2 separate regions of the Mus musculus genome follow, and region 2 is linked to region 1. Evidence: chromatin contacts called from public HiChIP or PLAC-seq data. All regions are on one chromosome and are shown on one strand. Each heading gives the region's core, a stretch centred on a gene start, on an enhancer-like site or on the middle of the called end of the contact. The rest is flanking DNA. Distances are from core to core; before and after follow the strand shown.

Evidence for each region. HiChIP or PLAC-seq counts read pairs in DNA pulled down with a chosen protein or histone mark.
Region 2: a contact with region 1 is called in an H3K27ac HiChIP or PLAC-seq map of extraembryonic endoderm stem cells, with 3 times the contacts expected there. The contact joins two enhancer-like sites. A contact is called at or near these places in 1 of 15 datasets of contacts at CTCF or cohesin (embryonic stem cells), 16 of 484 Hi-C or Micro-C datasets (the AML12 cell line, cerebral cortex, embryonic fibroblasts and 6 more), 9 of 115 datasets of contacts at active chromatin or transcription factors (embryonic stem cells, extraembryonic endoderm stem cells and trophoblast stem cells) and 1 of 9 other capture datasets (embryonic stem cells).

What each region holds. Positions count from the first base shown.
Region 1 is chrX:12,915,636-12,918,790 of GRCm38.p6, forward strand. No RefSeq gene overlaps it. Among named protein-coding and RNA genes, the nearest start is that of AA414768, 20 kb to the right of the region's middle. Within about 2 kb of position 1,681, at least 38 of the 459 cell types and tissues checked have an H3K27ac peak or open chromatin away from gene starts, as enhancers often do. A contact at or near this core is called in extraembryonic endoderm stem cells, where this site is marked.
Region 2 is chrX:13,023,757-13,026,911 of GRCm38.p6, forward strand. No RefSeq gene overlaps it. Among named protein-coding and RNA genes, the nearest start is that of 5730405O15Rik, 17 kb to the right of the region's middle. Within about 2 kb of position 1,730, at least 10 of the 459 cell types and tissues checked have an H3K27ac peak or open chromatin away from gene starts, as enhancers often do. A contact at or near this core is called in extraembryonic endoderm stem cells, where this site is marked.

The sequences.
Region 1 (3,155 bases), core at 431-2,930:
AGTTATTTCATTTCTAGGAATTAACTCCACCCAGAGACATACATTAGCAGACATGGGAGGTGATCTGTACTGGGTATAACATTATACAGGACTACACAGCTGCTCAGTCAGTCAATAGGTATGCATTGCCAGTAACATAGAAAATAATCTAGATGCCTGTCTGTAGAGATGCCTCGATACATTGTGTACAATTGAATACTCCTGAGGACATGATGAAGAAGTTCTATATGAATCAACTTGGAACGATTTCAATACATTTTTTAAGGAAAAACAAAGCACCCACAATGGTAAAAGGAGAAAACCGAGGGTCCAGGCTTGGTTTTGCTCGTTCTTGAATTAACCCTCCTGGAAGGCCCACAATGGCTGCCTGCCTGGAGAGAATGGGGACTAGAGAAGATGAGGGACAGAGCCTCTCACTAGTGTTTGTGGATACATTTTTAGTTTATTTTACTTTTATTTTTGGGCTAGAGTCTACTGTATTCCAGGCCAGCCTCAAACCGTGTAGCTGAAGATGACCTTGAACTCATGAGCGTCCTAAGTGCTTAGGACTAAAGGCCTGAGTTATCACACTGGGTCTGTGCTTTGGGCTGCTAAGTAAGTGCTCCGTTAACTGAGCTGTGGCTTCCTCCCCTATATATTTTGTTTTTGAATCACATTGAACTATCAATTATATAAACTATTGTTTACATGTATTTATTTCTAAGGGTTTTTAAAACCATGTGCATGTGTGTTTGTACAGCCACATCGTATCTCCCTGGGCTGGACTTACTGACAGTTGTGAGCAACGTGATCAGGGTGTTTGGAACTGAACTCAGGTCCTCTGCCAGAGCAGGACACACTCTCAACTGCTGAGCCATCTCTCCAGCCTCCAATGAATGTGTTTTAAATGAAAACATTTAAAGAGGCTGTGGAGCAGTAGAGCTCAGAAACCAAGAGATCGTTCTAGCACTTCTTCCCAGTATTAACTGGAGTACCAAGCCTGGTGCCCAACCTCCTCCCACCCCAGCCGTCCTACGGATTTTGCAGGGGCGTCACTAGCTTTTAGAGGAGTCACCCCTTAACTTTCCCACCCCAAGAGAGCTGGACAGGATTTAGGGGCTGCTTTTTTCCCCAGAGGTCACCAAGGCTCTCCTGTTGCGCCCCCAGGGCCCCTGATGGCAGCTGAAGGTCACCCCCAGGAGGGAAGATTCGGAGGCACTGGCTAACTGCCAGACCCCAAGCATCTGGGAAAGCCGGGCATTCAAAGAACCTAGCGGAGCCTGTCTTGCAGGTCTGCGCCCCCTCCAGCAGGCCGGGGATTCCAAAGGGATAGATACATCAGCGCTAACAGAGCTGTTTACTCTGTTCACTAGGGTTGTTTGAGACACCGACCCCATCACATACTTCGCTTATCACCTCTGTCCCCCGTAGCCATTCCTCGCTCTTCAGTACCTCCTCCCCCTGCCTCTTTCGGGGCTCTTGGCCTTGATCTGGTCCTTTTGCTGCTAATCGCCTTCTGGTAGCAGACAGGACCCAGCAAGAAACAGATGACACACTCCACCTGGGCAATTTAAGAATTTAATGAAGGATTGTTCCCGAAAGTGTGGCAGGACATAGGGAAGTCACTCGGCTAGGGCAGCCCCGCGTGGCAAGAGGCGGTAGCAGCGTGGGAGCGGCGCTGCTGTAGCTAAAGCAGTGGTTGGCTGCCTCAGGCGGGCGGTTCCCAGGACTCTCAGCAAGAGGCCTTGGAAAACTACAGTGCAGGGCCTCAGACTCCTTGTTTCCAGCCCAGTTCTCAAACCCAACAGAGGGCACTGGAGCCCACTGATTCTGTTCATGGGGGCCAGCCTCGCTGGTACAGGGCATGGTAGGGAACGGCAGAAAGTAGATCTAGAGGACGAAAGGAAAACATCCAATACCCGCTGCCCCTTCAGAAAGACTTCAAACAAAGCTTTTCAAACACCAGGACGCGGAGGGGAGTGGGTGGCAAACTTGGCATGGTAGCACATACCTGGATCAGACCCATGTTCAAGGCCATCCTCAGCTACATAATGAGTTCGAGACACCCGGGCTAAATGAGACAGGCTCAGAAAAACAAAACAAGCAGACTGAAGAGATGGCTCCGCGATGGTTAAGTTTGGTTTGCAACACTTATGTCAGGCAGCTCCGGCGTCATCTGAGGACTGCAGCCTCAGAGAGGACCTGAACTCAAGTGCACATACTCTCACAAAGACACAAACATACACATATTTAAAAAAAAAAAGCAATATAACAACAAAAGGAGTCATATAATGAGTTTTAATAGCCAATGTCTAGGGTCACCAGTTCTTATCCCAGAGCCAGTCCCACACTCCTGCTTACCTGTCTTCACCATTTCACAGCAAATGCTAGGCCTTGTATTGTTTCATTTGTCAATAATTCATGTGCATGCAGAATAAATGAGCCCCGGGGACTTTCTCATGCTAGCCAGCACCCGCAATCCCAGCACTCAGGAAGCAGAGGCAGTAGGATCATGAATCCTAGGCTAGCCTGAGCTACAAAGAGAAGTCTGTGCAAGAAAACAAAAGATGCAGAGCTGGAGAGACAGCTTGGCAGTTAAGAGCAGTGGCTGCTCTTCCAGAGGACCCCAGTTTAATTCCCAGCACCCACATGGCGGCTCACAGCTGTCTGTAACTCCAGTTCCGGGGATCCAACACCTTCACACACACAGGCAGGCAAAAGACCAATGCACGTAAAAATAAATATATAAGAAAAGAAAAGATGAAAGTAATGGGTTTCAGCGATGCTCATTAGTGGACACTAATGAATAAAGAAAGCATTAAGTAAAATCAGGCCTGGAAACTTTCTAATAAATGAACCAGGCTCGTGGTACCTTGAGATGACACACACGCTATCCATCTCTTGCTGTGGCGTGACCCAAAGTACATTACAGTGCCTATTAAATAATCCCACCTATAACAAAGCGTCAATAAGTTTCTGTGTCTAAAAGAGCAGATGAGTGGAGTGACTGCCTGCAGAAGCAATCAGCCAGTGTCAAGGATCAGCCTGCATTTTCTTTCTTTTTTTTTTCCTTTCCTTTTCTTTTCTTCTTCTTTTTTTTTGTTTTGTTTTGTTTTGGTTTGGTTTGGTTTTGGTTTTTTGAGACAGGGTTTCTCTGTGTAGCCCTGGCTGTCCTG
Region 2 (3,155 bases), core at 480-2,979, 110 kb after region 1:
TTAACTACCCCCTCCCCTATTTTTTCCATTTTCTCCTTCAAACGGCTTTTGCTTTGCTGTTCTCTCCATTGCCGGTGACCTGTATTCCCAGCTCTTGGTAGTGGTGGTGGTGGTTCTTTTGGGGGCAGGGGAACAACGGGGTCTCACTGTATAGCCTCACTGTATAGTCTCACTGTATAACCTTGAATCCCCACATTCTCCTGCCTCCATAGTCACAGTGTTGTGATGAAAATGTACCACCATGTCTGCTTTATGTGTGTTCCCTTGCTTACTAAACTAGTAAATTCCATCCTTTTATTTTCCTGCCTTGCTGCTTTTTTTTTTTGGTGTATGCTTAACATTCTATCCCAGAGAATTTTTCACAACAATGCATGCATAGAAATATTCTTTATCCCCCTTTATACTTAAATGGCCTATTGAATAGATGTATCAGAATTCATTCGACTAAGTCTCCAGTCAGGAAGAAGGTTATTGCCAGGGTTTTGTTTCTATGCTGAATGCTGGAATATGTAGATTTGTGTTTTTATGTTTTCATAATGCACCCTTGAAATAAATTCCTAAGAAAAGGAAATACCAATAGGGAAAGTTGTGAAACTTTTGGAGTCTTTTAACTTGGTAAGAAAGAGACGTCTCAATGAAGCTTGAATTTGCATTTCTTTTACTGTGAATAAGATTGAAGACTTTCTACAAGGCTCAGAACCATTTGCATTTCTTTTGCTTCAACTTATTTCTCCTACCATTAGACCCTTTCCTGGGATGATTAGTCTTTTCCATTTTCAAAAGCCTCTCATGTACTGGGGATGGTAACCCTTCATGATACAAGCTGGGACTATGTTTCTCCTTTTCTTTTTGTCCTATTGCAGACATTTCTGCATGCAATGGGTTATTTTACTGCAACCAAGTTTATCAAATATTTTTCCTTATTGCTTTTGCACTTTGAGTCAGGGCTGTAAATGTTTTATCCTCTCTGAGTTTATAGGGTAGGCACCCTTGCCATCAACATGTGGTCCTCAGATGAACAGCAAAGCATCCATCACCTCTAGTGTATTAGAAATGTAGACTGTCAAGCTCTCCTGGGACTGCATTTTAAGGAGCACACACAGGCACTTAATTTTTACTGCCAACCTCAGGCCTGCCCTAGCAATGTAAGCCTGGGTACTAGAGAGTCATTGGCCACTGGTATTGGGAAAAGGAGAAAACACACACAAGGAAGAAGAAATGAGATCAAGTGTTGGGTGTGGTGTGGCCTACACCTGTGATCCCAGTACTTGGGGTGCAGAGGCAAGTGGATGTGTGGATTCAAGGTATATTGTGGGACCTTGTCCCCGAGAAAAATAAAAACAAAGGCTTGAGGTGGAGGTCAGTGACAGAGCTCAATAGCTTGGACTTCATCTCCAACTACTGGCAAAATAATAATAATAATAATACCAACTTGCATATAAGATATGAAGGAAGACTATCTATTCCTGGTGTTATTAAATACAGATGCGGAATATTCTGTTGAGAGGACCCTTAACAATGTATCTTGTGCAGTCCTAGGATTACACGACTAATATATTGAACTGTCTATTTTCAGAAACATCGCGGGGGGTGGGGGGGGGAGCAAATCATTCATGAAAAATGGGCTCTGGTTATTTTCCAGATGAATAAATAAATAACACTATCTGCTGCTGGGAGGCTTTTCAAGAGTCCTGTGACCATGGACTTTGCAAAGAGTGGGGGAGGGGAATACGCCTCTTTTAGGCTTGCTGAGGTGCACAAGTAAGTTCTGTTCCTCTCCCACAAGCTGCAGAGATGGACATATGACCATTTACTGTGCTAAGTAAATGGGTGGGTAAAAGATTCCGTACAAGAATACTCGTCATGCCTTTGCTTCAAGCACCACGCAGTTGTTTGTTGGTAATGTTCAGTTCTTCCAGTGTGCGTGTTACTGAATCTCCTTTGCTGATAGGGTCCATAGAGCTTAATACAAACAAAAGAATGCGCACACTGGAGGATTAAACATTAACTCTGCTGTTTCTATCTGCATTTTGCATTGTCTTGGAATGTGAAGAGGTTCTGCAAGAATGATTAAAGCAGGACTCAGCTATGATAGTAGGGTATTGTCATTCATTTTGATCACGCAGGCTAGGACTCAAGAGCCATTCAGAGTTCCAAACCCTATTAGAGAGAAAAATCACGGCTACCAAGTAGAGAACTGGGCCTGAAGACATGGGAAACATGCTGGCGGAATCTGATAGACGATTTAGTGCTCTTGTTCACTTTTGACTTTTCAAGTATTTCTAAGAAAACAGGCTCCAAATTCAACATGCCATTTACATTTAAGATACATGTAGGGGCCCATGAAACCGCTCAGTGGGTAAAGTGCTTGCTACCAAACCTGACCACCTGAGTTTGATCCCCAGAACACACAGGGTAAAATAAAAAAGGAGACTCCACTCCCACAAGTCGTCCTATGACCTCCACACACATGCTGTGACACTCATGTGCCTGCCCCACCCCATATACATATACACATGTGTATAGTAAGATTTAAATTTTTTATTTTGTTGTTTTAAATTATGTATGTATGCGTGCATGTGTGTATGTGTTTGTGAACACATAGAACCCTTAGAAGCTAGAAGCCACAAATTACCCCTGAAACTAGAGTTATGGGCTGTTAGAGCTTCCCAACCTATATGCTAGGACGTGAACTCAGGTTCTCTGCAAGATCAGTACAGACTCTTAAATACTGAGCCATCTCTCCATCCTGTACATAAGATATTTTAAAACAGAAAACAAAAACCATGCAAGGACTATGTGTGTAGTAGTTCAGTGGTTAAACATGTGGACTCAATTCCTCAGCACCAGCCTCCAAGAAAAGAAACTAGTCTATCAACAAATATGTGTTTGAGGTAGGTATGAGGGGACAGGGAAATGTGTGGGATTGGGGTGTATAATGTGAAATTCACAAAGAATCAATAAAAGATCTAATTTAGAAACAGGTTATAAAGCAGCATATTTATTTTGGATATCATCATGGGGGTTAGAGTTCACATTTCAGCTCTATAGAAAGACTGGAAATATAGGAAATATAATGTTCCAAACTATCGAGATTATTTAATGAGCTTCCATCAATAAAGTTAACAGCTTCATATAACTTCATGAGAGACTTG